Linked DNA regions of Mus musculus: region 2 is linked to region 1. The links are chromatin contacts, called in public Micro-C maps. All regions are on one chromosome and are shown on one strand. The core of a region is the stretch at or near the end of the contact, and the rest is flanking DNA. Distances in the headings are between cores, read along the strand shown.

Region 1 (6,925 bases), core at 1,189-3,688:
TTAACCACAGAAATTCCTTATACCAACCAAAGGCATTGCGTGAACAGTCGCTTTCTGATCAGTCACATAACATCTTCTGTCACCTTATAATCTTTTCCCATCGTGCTCCAGTTGGGAAATGAACTACTGCCCATGGCCTGTGTGTTGAGGCACTGCCCTGGCACCTCCTTGAAGTGCTCTGAGGAAGTGGGGCCTAGTGGAGGGACTTTAGGGGCAATTGGGAATATTGTCCTTTTCTGTCTCTCTACTTCCTAGGCATCAGGAGGTGAAGAGGCCCCCTCTGTCACATGTTCCCACCTGATGAGCCCAAAGCAGCATCCAGTGACTATAGGCTGAGTTCTCTGAAACCATGAGCCAAGACCAACTTTCTTCTTTTTTGTGCCCAGTCATTCTGTCAATAACAGAAACACGCCCAGCACACAAACTTGCATTGCTATCTGTGAAACTATGGTACCATTCCTATCCAGAGAACTCCTCAACTCACTGGTAACTGAGCCCCAAAGCAAGATGGAGAGAGGTGGCAACTGTTGGTCATTGCGATACAGTTTCCAGGTCCTGACACCTGAGCTGTCCACTGCCGGTATCATTTCATTTATTACACACACACATATATATAAAATGTAACAGATAATGAGATATTTGGTCCACATACTTGGTGTATGTTACTTTTAAAATGTCACCCCTGGGTAACTCAACCCACCAACAGATTATTAATAAAATTCAGCAACTGTCAGAGCTCTTCTCGGTAGAGGGAGGCTTGGCGGCGACACCTATTATGAGAGAGCGACAGATGGCCTTACCTCTCAGCGCCTGCGTCCACAGCTGTGAGTGGAGGTAACTGGGAGGAGGGGTTGTGGGGGCTCCCCTGTACATTATGTCCTGGAGAAGGGTGACTGACAGGATGTGGGGGTGGCCCAGCCCCAGCAGCTGTTCCACTTCGAGTTGAATGATTGCTGGCGAAAATGGGAGCTGAAAAATCAAGAGAGAGGCAGCATGAGCTGGTGCCCTGAAGGGGGCCCACATTTTAAACACCAAAGCTGACAGCGAGCATATTTCAGGGGCTTGTTTGTTTTTCTCTGAGTGCCTTTTTGGGAACAGTTCTCCCCTTCCTGGATACACACAGCTTTTGTTTCTATGGTGGAACAGGTTCCCTGGCTCTTGTGCCTTCACCGCCATCTCGGGAGCTCCGTCTGAACTTGCCCCAGGTTCACCTTGGCCTCTGAAGTGCTGTGTGCCCTTGCCAGCTCCCTATCTGGTCATTACAATTAATCTTGTGCTGTTTGCTTCTGAGCAAAGGTTTCTGTGTGCTCTTCAGTCACAGAGGATGTTCGTTGCATAATGGCATGTTCAGTCAGCTGACTTGCAAGGCGCTCGGCATGGCCCTTCTACCTCTTCTCGCTGTGCAGCAAGATGCTGTGGGCCAGGCCTCGGCTTTCTCTGCCATTGCCACACGTCAGCACAAAGACAACAGAAACCACCTGACTGCAGCCAACACAGGGTCCTGGACTCTGAACTAAGAGCCTGAGAGAGAGAGAGACTGCAGACATTTCCATGATGCTGTGATGAACCCTCGCTCTCATTCCAAAGAGGCCCTCATACATAGCTCTGGCTCTGTTCCCACCACTGTCCCTCACACACGGAGGGTGACTCAGAGCCTCGTTCTTGGGGCAGCCTCACCTTTGAGCACTGGAAAGGACGTCACACTTTCCTGTGTGCCCATTTACATGAGCTAATTGGTAAGACGTTGCCTGATAGCTGAGGCTTGTCACTTCCAAAGTCACTTGTATCAGAGAGGAAGGACCCTTACTGTGGGGGACCTACTTGGCAGACATCTCATTAGGCTGTAATCAGGCGACAAGATTACCAGTGATGCCCTTCACTTCCTTCTTGGTATACAACTCTGTTCTATGCCCATTTCTGCCCCTTTTAAGCTTTACTAATATCAAAGAACAAGTGGATTTTTTTTTAATTAAAGAAATCAAGTTCAGGATTAAGAAAGTCATATTATCAAAAAGATCTGAAGGTTGAAGAGTTCAGGGAGTTGTATTTTTAGACCAGTATCACTTTCACCCAACCTCACCAGGATAGAATTAAGACCCCAGATGACCCAGCCCCCAAAGGACTGATCCAATGGCATCGGAGTTCAAGGACTTACAGGAGCCTGTGAAGAGGCAAAATTACCATCTTCCCGCTCAAAAAGCTACTGACATGGGTGTGATCTCATTTGAAGGGTTTATTTTTGGTAAATCAGCATCCTGTCAGGTTCACTCCTATCCTCAGAAACCTTCAACCTTCCACAGTCCTCTAAGTCCTCAAGTGGCAGCGAGGCCAGAAAGTGCTTACCGGTTCAAAAAGTCAAGCCCAGGCTTCTCTTGTGCACGTCAGCTTCCATGAAAGTGACGCGTCTGCAAACTCGCTGGAGTCACCTTATGAATCACTGCCCTCATTTGTGCCCTGCTGGCTCAGGGAACCACAATTCTGCCTGTATTCCCCATAATAATGTGGCCCAAGGGAGAAGGTTGCTTGGATGGGCTGTAGCAATAGTTAGTTTCAACACTGGTGTTTGTCAGCATGAAGCCTGGGTTTTAAATAGTGCTCTAAAAATGAACGGGATAATAGGTCACAGAAACCTGACCGTGAAACACAGCTACCTTTAAGAAACTCTGCTTTAGGTATAGAGACAACAGCTTTCTTTTATTTTGTAATTGTGGCTGAACATACCCATCGCTTATTCATGCCTAGAGATATTTTTGTTTGTATGTGCTTACATTTATTACAAGGGAAGTGCTGCCCTTACTGTTTATAACCTCGTGGGCAACAGGGCAACTTGGTTGCACATGCGAAGTTTTCGATATGGTTCAACAGAAAATAGGGTGTTTCCCAAAAGTTTATAGTAACTGCTTGAGTTGGATTTGACAGTAGATACAATTACATAGCTAGACAATTCAGTGTCATTGATCGCCTGTCACTGAAAGTGAGGACTTGCTGAAGGACACTGCTTTTTCCCAGCCAAGTCACAACCAACACCTATCACTCATTCGTCCATCTATCCATCCATCCAACATTATTTTAAACGGTATGTCTGCTATGTATTTGGCTAGTCTACCATTTGTGTGTTTCTGTCCTCGACAGAGTTTCAGCTTGAAGACAAAGAAGCACAAGTATGCATTAATTCTATCAAAATACCAAGACTTACTAATGCAGACCTCTTAACACTGTCCCAACACTTTAACACATGAATCTGTGACTCTACTCAAGCTAGATAATTAACCACACATGGAATTTATTCCAGCAGTTTCTCCTTCAGGACTTCTGCCATGTCCTCTACCCTGACATACTTAGTTTAGAATGTTTGCCTTCCTCTCCCTTTCTCCTCTGCTGGGGACCGAACCTGGAACATGATGCATGTTAAGAAAGTGAGCTACCCTGCAGCTACAGCCATGGTCTCTTTTCAGATTCTCTAAGGAGCTGAACACTCCACAAATATTTGTGGAGTAGCTACCATATGGCAGACACAAAACTTGCTCCTGGGTTAAGCTATAAAACAAGACATAGCTTTTATTACCAACTTCATTAATTCATGTTTGCTTTTCGAATGAATAGAGACAAATAATCTAAATGCCAATAAAATCTAGCTTAGGGCTCTAATATAGAGGTAGAAATTTTATCTAACATTTTCTATTCAATTCTGATCAAAGATTGCCCCAGGGTTGTATTAATTCTCTCACATTTGTAAGCAGACACATGTCTTAACCTCAGGGCATCCAAGAGTCCTGGAGCAGAAAGCCAGAGGTATGTGGTGCAGTTGAGGAAAGGTCTTTCCAAGCTTTGTGAAGGTACAGTACGAAGGCCAGGAGGAAGTGGTGGTGCAGAGGGTGTGTGGGGCAAGCTCTCTGAGGTAACTGGCATGAAGCTGATGGCCAAAGGTAGGGTCTTCCAAGAGCTATTGGGTCACACACATGTCCACAGCCCTTTCCTTTATAACTATAGCTGGTTCATGACACTGATATGGGAAGTTCCTCTACCAGGGACCCCTTGAGAAGAAGAAAGTGAGTGGTTCAGGCTTCAATTTAAAGTCTGAATTGGAAGGCATTTGAATAGTTTCTTATATAGGGTACCATCAATCACTTGTTCTGCAAAAGAAAGCAAACCACTTGCTTCTGTCTTGAGGGAAGTAAGAGGAGGTGCTAAGAGAAGCATAGAGAGATTATGACTTAGCTGAAAGAAAGATATTATTAATCACTGTCTACAGAGAATAGCCTGTCTGCAGCATCCAGCTTATAATTGCTCGTTGTAGGCACTACCTGTGACCAAAATAATGAAATGAAATTGACGATAAGTAATAAAGACACAAGCATGTCTTTCTAATATACATCCAAAGGACGACTGTCTGGAGTCAGCTAGGTATGGCTGCAGCGGGACTCTCCTTGGCCTTTATCAAAGAAACGGTTATCACGGCTCAGAAAAATGTCTTTGCTATCTACAGTGACTTCTAGGAACACCTAACCTCATCAAGACATATATCTAGAATATACTTTTAAGTACTATAGGCTCCAAGTATGACTTCTTCACTCATAGGACGACAGTATTCCACTACTTTATTAATATTTTAAGTTTGAATACCTCCCAGCTTTTCATAGACCTGTCTGCTTCTGTATTTACTTACTGACAAATGCACAGGCTTTGCCAAGGTATTTCCAATCTTAGGAAGAAAATCTCCATGTTGGAGAGGAACTGTAAGGTTATTCACAAAAGAAAAAAATTATTTCTGTACTTACTCAAAATTATTTCCACAGTTCGACCACTGGAGTGTACAATGTGGCCCACCGATCAAAGCCTCAAGAGAACGGATCCCCTCCAGAAGTCAGACAATATTAACAAAACTGTTGAGACCACATCAACCGGACACAGACTGCCCCTGGGGGCAGCTTTCATTGTTGAGTCACCTTGGGGGTCAGTGCTGTCTCCAAAGCTTGAAGGGGGCTTTTCTGTGAACTTCCAGACACTGCTGGTGATTGGCAACTGGAACAACTGATTAGGCACAGCACAGAACAAACTAGAAGCCCTTATTGCTTTTGTGATTAAGTGGTGGTGACCTTCCCCAAGGAAACAAAGCCTGCTGAAGCAATGAATGCATGAACTCTGCCTGCTGCCCAGAGCCAGAAGCCCTCTTCCCTACTGCTGGGGACTCTTTTTCACAGGGCCTGGCTTATGGCTGACCTCGACCCTGTCTCCAACAGTAATGGGCAGAGGTGGCTCTGTGATCCATGTGGCTCTCAGGCCCTCAGGGATGGTGAAGTCTAGGCTGCCACCTTAAACTATTTCATTTAATCAGGGTCAACCAGCATCTTTATGTCCAAATAATGACTATTAATGTATTATTTCTAATGGACAGGACACCTTTGGAGATACTTCACCTGTGAGGTATTTACTACACAAACAGAGGATGCAAGGAGTACTTTAGGAACCACAAATAAAGACTACTTGCCTTGGGCCAATCTAAGGTCTGTTGTAGGCACCTACCCATGTCACTTCCTGACTGTTTTCATCATTCAGAGTATAGGGACAAAGACTTTTCTGTCAGTCTGAGGCACACAAAATTAGCTAGCACAGACAGGCCTCAGAGAGTAAGCCTGTAATCCTAACTAATAGGGATAATAAAGTAAGAAATCTCAAGTTCATGGCCTGCCTGGACAGTTTAGTGAGACTGTCTGAAACAAAGGTCAAGAGGAAGGCAAGGATCTAGCTCAGTGGGCAAGTCCTTGCCTGGTAACTGCAAAACTGGGTGCAATTCACAGTCCAGCAAAGAATAGCTAGTATGTTTTCTTGTTCAAAAATGATGGGAAGCTACACTTGTTCTCTGAAAATCTGATAACCCAAAAGAGTTACAGAGTAGAGACACTCACAGTGAGAATGTTAAAAATAACACTCTCGGTTTCTGTCCATTCTCAGCCCTGATGAGGGAAAACGTCCAGTTCTGAAATTTAATTCCGACAAGAAACGAACTGAACTGTTCAGTTTGGAATACAAATCGCTGGTAAGAAATGTGCTTCCCCCCCCCCCCAAGTAAAGATTTCAGATCCACGTCAGAGGCGTATTGATCCACAGGTAAGGAAGGGAGTGAGGCCTGCAGGGGGACTGGCGAGCAGGCAGCAGTACGTGCCCTTTACTGTGGCAACTGTGTTGTCCTGGCTGTGGATAACGTGCCACCAGAAGATTTACTGTGTCTGTGGAGACTGCTTCGCTCTCCTGTAAACCTGTGTTTAGGGGCATTTATGGCCTCTGAAAAGCCCTAGCTCCACTCTGGCCTGTCCTCACCAGAAGGGAGTCAACCTTATTATCCCAAGATGGTGACTCTCACTTGTAATGAATGTCAGAGCCATGTTGGGCTCCTGAGAAATGACATTAATTGCTTGGTGACTAGCACAAGGGGAGGAAGTCTGGGCTGACCATTCATCTCTGGGGCAGAATTTCAAGGGTCAAGGCACAGAGGAGCAGACTAATCGATGAGACCAAGGTAAATTGGCTCTCAAGGAGACATTAACAAGAATTAGAGGGTCCATATGAAAGGTGAGCTTAATCTTGTCTCTCTGTCTCACTCCCAGGAGGAGAAATTTAGAGTCAGGAGGAGTTCGAGAAACAGGAGGCCGTGCACACAATGGGAGCCCCATGGACCTGGATTGGAAGTTTAGCCCTAGAGATTGCCAAGTGTTTCTTTATCTTAAAAAGGATAATACTTCAGAAGGCTGCACAGAGAAATAGAAATATATACTGTATTAAAAACCCAAATAGCATTTTGGGAGATGTCCCAGCAGTTAACTTTATTTGCTCTTGAAGATGACCCAGGTTTAGTTCCTAGAACCCACATGGGGACTCAGAAATGTCCGCAACTCCAGTTCCAGAGAATCGACACTCTATTCTTGCT
Region 2 (6,925 bases), core at 2,604-5,103, 78 kb after region 1:
ACGCTTGCTGAGAAATGTCAACATGTTGCTTTATGTCTACAGTACACTAATCAACATATCAAAATCCAAATTTAGAAGCCTAATTCACAATACCACTCCCCCCCACACTTGGGAGTAAATGAAATTCAGCCTTTGTTGGAAGGAAATGTAAAACGTGTTTCACACATATATTTAACACTAATCTGTTCTCTTTACCTTAATTATGCTTTGAATTTCTGTGGAATCTTATATTCCAGGGACTGAATTTACTTTTATAAATATTCATTGATTCTTTTCCATTTCCAGTTAACACTGCTGTTAAGCCCTACCTCTCACTTTGCATTTAGAGAAACTGAGGCACCAGGGGGCAATCTAAGAGTCACCACTTCTCACACCTGCAGAGACAGAAAAGGTGGTTTGGAAATCCATGGGACAAGGCAGCAATGCTCTCAGAATCGGAGTACAATCCAAGTTACACCAGGAGCAGCCTGCACTCCACGCTGTAGGTGCAATTACATTCCTTACTTTGTCTTTCCCTCAGTACAGAGAACACCAACAGAAGAGCTGCCCTGTGGCCAGAGAGAAATGATTACAGAAAAGAACAGCTGGAGAAAACAAGGCAGAGTACTTGGACTTTAGTCAGTGGGAGTCCATCACAGAAACTAATGGGCTGACAATGTTTCTTTTTTTCCTCCCCAAGTAATCCATATGCAAATTTCCTGCAGCATTCAATATGCACCTCCAAGCTCAGTAAATGTTTTATATTCTTTTCTGCTTAGCTCTCTCAGCTTTTTCCAATTAGGCCCTGTTTATTTAGAAAAGAAAAAAAAAGAAAAGAAAAATGTCTAAAGCAAGGATTAAGCTGTGTATCTTATGGAGAAATGACGAATATTAGACATTCTTTCGGGAACTAGAGGATGTATTCTTTCCCGTCCTCCCTGCCGGGATAGGTAATGAGAATAAAGTAGAAAGGGGCTGAAGCTGTTCCATTCTTTTGGATTGTTCAGTTCAAACCATGCCTTTGACAACTTGGAATTGAGTCCAAAATTCAGGACATTTCAGACAATGGTGCACAGGGAACATGCCAGTGAGTGAAAGGAATAAATAGAAGAGGGATGTGAACACTCTGAAGAACCCACCTGGCACACGCAAGCTCTGAAGCAGCAAGAGAAACCAGGATCCAGAGGGAACATCTAGGTGGACAGAGAAGGCACTCGGGGCTGAGAGGAGCAGCTATGTCCTGGAAAGGGAACCAGGAGGCTATTCGGTGGAGGGGATGTAGAGTGAGAGTCAGGTAATGCCACCATCAATCACAGGAAAAAAGGAGAGACTCCAACCAAGTTCCATTACATTCCTTCTTCACTGGGAGAAAAACACAATACCTTGAATTCCCTGAAAGACAGAGGGAGGTGCCCTAGAGCCTGAGAAAGGAATCTCTGGTACCAAGAACGGCCTGCCCTCAGAGGCCGCTAGGAAACCCAAAGAAATAAGCCAGGATCTTTACCAACAGGATAGGATCCTACCTAGGAAGACCTGGTTATAGACAGGACTTATGGCTGGCACTGGATCAAAGAGCAAGGAAAGTCCAAGATGTTTCCAGGACTGCAGAATAGATCTTACCTAAACAAGGCTGTGACAAAGAAGTCAAGCAAAACTACCAAAATGACAGGCGAGTCTTTCTCTCCCAGAATTTAAGAATCCAAAAGCCACTGGGGGGAAAATTAGCATATTATAACTTCAGAACAGGCCTGGTGATTAAGTAATATATTAAGCTCTGCAGAAATCTTCATGTGGAGCTTTGCCAGGGAACACTCACAGCTGGCAGAGGGAAACCTAGAAGAAGAAAGCTGAAGGAGGCCACACCCAGCACAGAGAGGCTTCTTTTTGGGCAGCTGAGGAGGAGGCTGGGGAGAGATGTTCAGTGACATGTATATACGCATGTACAAGTGACCAGGACCATACCACATTCAAGTGTCCACCCCTGAATATTTCTCACCACAAAGGACATTATATTTAAAGAAGAGAAGAAAAGAGAGGTGTTCAAAGGTGAGTGGAGATTAAGAAAGGAGAAGAGAAGTAGAAAAGAAAGAAGAAATAACAAAGAGAGTAAGGGAAGACAGGGTTTCTTAACTCTGGTCAAACTACCTGCTTACATCATCCGTGAAAACAGGTTTTATAGCTCCATTACCCAGTGGTCATTTAGAAATGCTACATTCCATTCTTCAGTGCACCCATGGAGAATAAGGAAAAAAAAATCTCTAGTAGCATTTCTGATTCTAAGTTCCAAGACACAGTAATGCTCTCAAATTTCAATTCCTTAAGTCTCAAGCTTACAGGAAAATCAACTAAACAAAAGCCTGCCAAAACTCCAGGCTGGCTATTAAAATGTTTCGGGCAAGAGCCATAGATGGTAACCAGATCAACAGAAATGTCCTGGCTGGAAGCCTACAGATCACCAGGAGTGGGCTTTGTCTAATTCTTTGGAGAACCAGCCCCCAAGCAGAATATTTTTGGCCTGTCAAATAAAAGCCATTCCCAGAAAGCCTACAAGCTTGGAGAGATCACTTGGATTCTCAGCCCATTCTTTAGTAAACTAACACATGATCAGACCTCTAGCTTTGGGATGACCCTGAAGACACCACATGGATGGTGTTTTCCTGCCTTGCTCTCAAGACTCGCTTACACATTTTCCTCTTTTGATTACCCAAATACCTTCTGCCTTGAGCCAACTCTGCAAAATTCCTCAACAGTAATTCTATTACAGAACAGCTCTGGCCACTAGACAAGGGCCCAAGCTGGGATTCTGGCTATTTAGGCTTTATCTGGCTCTTCCTGCTGCAACTTCACCAAAACCCATGAGCTCCCTGCAGAGAGGAGGTTTGAGTCTCAGGGTTCAAGAATCCCAGCAGCATTCAGAATCACTTGTATTTATGGGCGGAGTCTGATTACACCCCGTTCCCTAGCAAGCCTGGCAGGACTCTGTTCCCCCAGACCTTTTGGGCAACTCATAGCATGGCAGAGGGGTGGGAGCTGAACCCTGAAGATCTCTACTGGGTGTCTAGGCTCCCTGCCTCTCACAGCACCAGGGAATAAAGGCGATTGTCTCAAAGCAGCCACCTATCTGTGTCTGCTCCTTCCTTGAAGGTGGGGCCTAGGGGGTCTCACACAGAAAAACTGGATAAACTGATCATCAGGCTAACAGTATGCTTAGAACCCTTCCTCATGGTGTTTTACACTGCCTAAACATTAAGCCTACCTTATAAGTACTTATGCAGTACTTAATGCATTTGGATTGAGTAACACTTCTCTGGCTAGCCAATTAATGTCTTTGTGTTCACCTTTAAAATTGGTACATTTAAGAGAAGATTGTTAAAGGTTGCTTTTGAAGCACTGAAGATAAGGCAGACTTAGAGGTTGTATGTGGAAGAGAACAAAGACTCAAACTGCAGGGAATTGCAAGGTGAACCAGGAGATGGGATTTGCATATTGCAGACAAGTCAACCAAGAGACTTTATCAAACAGCCCCAAGGACACACCACCAGGACAGTGGTGACCATGAAAATTAGACCTGGGCCCTGCAGCAACACTCTATGGGGGAGGGATTTAATTAGAAGCCATATTTACAACATTGTTAGTCCACATATCCTTTGAATACCACGAATCTACAAAACAAACAAAAATCTCATCACCAACAGGCAGGCATTTCAGAGAGGTTTCCCTAACTTTCATTCCACATTCAGCTTTGAAGTGTAAGGGGAAAAAAATTCTAATTTTTTTTCCTTTTGTCATAAAGTTTAAGGGTTTAGACTATCTATCTGCCCAAGTCCATATAAAACTCACACCATAGATGTCGCAAGACTACAGATTGTTCTGCATGCAATACCCATGGTGCATATCAGGCAGCCTCTTGGGAGGGAGGAAAATGATCCCAAACAAAGGGATTATGGTAGTTAATGAGTCAGACTTTCAGGATTGGAAATTCTGTGGAGCAAATCTTTGGAATCTCCCCATAAATCTTTGAAAGCTCCCTGGTAACAGAAAGCCACAGTCCTCTCAGCAGCACAACTGCCGATCTTCCACCATCGTGTCACAATATTGCCACACACCCTCTTAGCTCCCTGGAAACATAGTTCTGAGGTAAATGTCTGCCATACAACCGCCCAGCTCTGAAGTGAACAACTGTTCAGTTGAGACTCTTCGTGAATGTTTATGTGCCCAGCCCATGTGTAAATAAGGAGGCATTCTGAAGAAAAGGCAAAGAGAAAGGGCCATTTTACTAACTCTCTACTGTATGCCAGGTCATAGAATCTGATGTATTCACAAGAATTTCCTGATTAAAATTATGAATGACTTGGGCCCCCTGTATTAGGGAGGGCATCATGCAGCCTCAAGGGAGGTTACACGTGATGCCTAGCAGTGTGAGCTGGGACCTGGGGAAGACTGAGAAATCCCAAAGCCCCTCATTCCTCCTTCTCTACTCGGAAACCACCAAAGTTTCTAACAGGCTTCTCTTGAGTTCAAGATCTTGCCTGATGCTTCATTTGGTCAAACACGTAACAAACAAGAGTTGGGCTGGATGGTGGGTATCTCAGCAAATGCTAATGAGTTGGGATAGAGTCCTTGTCCTAAAGAAGCCTAGATACAAGGAGGCAAGCATGCCAAGAACTCAATACAAAGTGATATAAAGTAAAGGAAAGTAAAATAAATGACTGCGCAATTCTGAGATGTTACCACGTAAAAGGGGTAACTCTGGAGGTAAGTGTCAGAGTATGAATAGAAACTCTGTTATCTGGCAGTGCTAAAAGAAAGCTAGCCAAACAAAACAAAACACAAAGAAACAAAGAAACAAAAACAACAAAAATAACACCTAAGAATCACCAAGGTCTAAGGGCTGGAAAGCAAGACCATAGGAGAAAGCTGCAAGAAAGCCCCGTAAGCCATGGTGAAGAGCTACAGGGACAGAGGTCTGCACTGGGCTGCAGGCGGCTCTAGCTGAGCCTTGGATCCTACTCTGTATTAATGAACCTCTGTGTTGTGAGCCAGCAAAGGGTAAGTAAGGCCTGTACTGTGCTCTGAATAGATGTGACATTCTCACATTCTTATACTGATTGGTAGAGTTTCAGTGACCTTCAGAAGTTTATGGGGTCAGCAGAGTTTTGCTGTCATGATTGGAAGCAACACCCTCCTAACAGGGGTCTCCATGAAGAACAGGAAGAAGGCACTGAACAGCAGCATCCCTCTCATGCTGGCTTGGTCTTGATATCCCCAATCTTTAGCATGAGAAATACATAGGTTTCTGTGGTTTAGGAGCCAGTCAGTCTAGTATATTTTGTTACTGCAGCTTACAAGTAGTAAAACAGCTATAAAACTAAAATCAGACTACAGAGACCCTCTGAAGAAAACGTTATCCATGGGCTTCCTGTGATACAATGAACAACTCCATTCCAAACCACACATTTGTCTATGGCTTCACAACTGTGTTTTCAGGTCCTGTGATTTGAAATGTTTTAACTTATTACAGATACAATTATAAATTTCAATGTGTGTATCAGTCTGAACACATGAGAAAAATCCCTCATAGTCCCTGTTTGGCCCTCCAAAAACATAAGTTGGTAACCAGTAATCTACACTGTATATTCTACCATCTTTAGTAGTTTACTAGTTCTTTTAACTTGGCCATTGAGACACAATAGTGTTTGCAATCATACAAATCTATTTTACTTATGACTCCAACAGGCAAGAACATTGGGATTTACCAAACAGAAGCCATGGAATAGCTGCTTTCCCTAAAAAAAAAAGAACAAAAGTGTTTTGACTTCATAGGGTAAAAACATGTGAATGTAAGATCACCTGCTGCATTAGACCCCACCGGGGGTCTTCCGGTGATCCTCTGCATTTTAGGGGGTGCTATGTTCAGATTAAAAAACTTTTCTGCATAGTGTGCCAACAAGTCTGACATGACTAGTCTCTCTTCCTCACGCAGACCTTGTGGGAATTGAAATAAGAACCACTAGGACAGTGGTTCTCAACCTGTGGGTTGTGACCCCTTTGAGAGTCACTTGTCAGAAAACCTGCATATCAGATATTTACATTATGATTCCTAGTGGTAGCAGAATTACAGTTATGAAGTAGTAATGAAATAATGTTATGGTGGGGGGGGTTACCACCCCATGAGGAACTGTATTAAAGGGTCACAGCATCGGAGAGGCTGAGAAGCACTGCCTAGAAAGCCACATGAAGGGAAGATGATGTGGAAATCAGTAATACTGAGCATATATGATATGACTACATCTATCCACAAGACTAAGAAGGTAGCAGAGGGCAGATCCTTCCTTCAACTGTCCTCGGAGGATGCTTGCACTGCTGACACCCACACACTAGAAATAGCCTTTGTGCGGCAGGCGTTGGCTTATTGCATGTGACTTGCAGTGATGCTGACACTCAGCCCACGATAAAGTCATGAAAGCACTGTGTTTTGGTGGGTTAGCGGCTGATAATCATTTATTTACCACGCACTCTAATGATCTGCACTCGGCTGTAGGATTTACCACCCTGGGATGATGAGGGAAAACTAGCCCTTGGTGTGCCAATGAAACCTGCCAAGAGTGAGCTGAGCGCTTGTCCACTGGAGCCTCTCAGAACTGTCATTTTGTTCTTTGTCCAAGTTTTTCATAGGAACATAGTTTGAAAGATCCAGTTGTTTCTTTCAGTGTCCCGATGTCCCGCCAAACCAAATTCAATTGATTGAAATATAGCCTGCTGATGCTTTTGTAGGGCTGAAGAAGCGATGGCAACCTTCCACCTCTTTGCTGCATGGTGTAATTGGCCTGCCATAGAGAATTGGGAAATTCTAACACATTCCCCATTTGGCCGAGCTCACCAATTATTCCCCAGTTGCTATCAGAGCCGCAGACTTTCCTTTTTGGGGGTCATTAAGCTTGTCAAA

What was found. Hi-C and Micro-C count contacts between places; a contact is called where the count stands out from the background.
Region 2: a Micro-C map of brown adipocytes shows a contact between it and region 1, with 2.8 times the contacts expected there. A contact is called at or near these places in 1 of 39 promoter capture datasets (the 3T3-L1 cell line), 7 of 484 Hi-C or Micro-C datasets (adipose-derived mesenchymal stem cells, brain, brown adipocytes and 3 more), 3 of 130 datasets of targeted methods (embryonic fibroblasts, embryonic stem cells and pancreatic cancer cells) and 1 of 9 other capture datasets (adipose tissue).

What each region holds. Positions count from the first base shown.
Region 1 is chr19:28,297,978-28,304,902 of GRCm38.p6, forward strand. Glis3 (GLIS family zinc finger 3) reads right to left here. Exons shown (of 11, transcript NM_175459.6): 8 at 801-969. Among named protein-coding and RNA genes, the nearest start is that of Gm35866, 63 kb to the right of the region's middle.
Region 2 is chr19:28,374,153-28,381,077 of GRCm38.p6, forward strand. All of the region lies in intron 4 of Glis3 (GLIS family zinc finger 3), which reads right to left. Among named protein-coding and RNA genes, the nearest start is that of Gm35866, 13 kb to the left of the region's middle.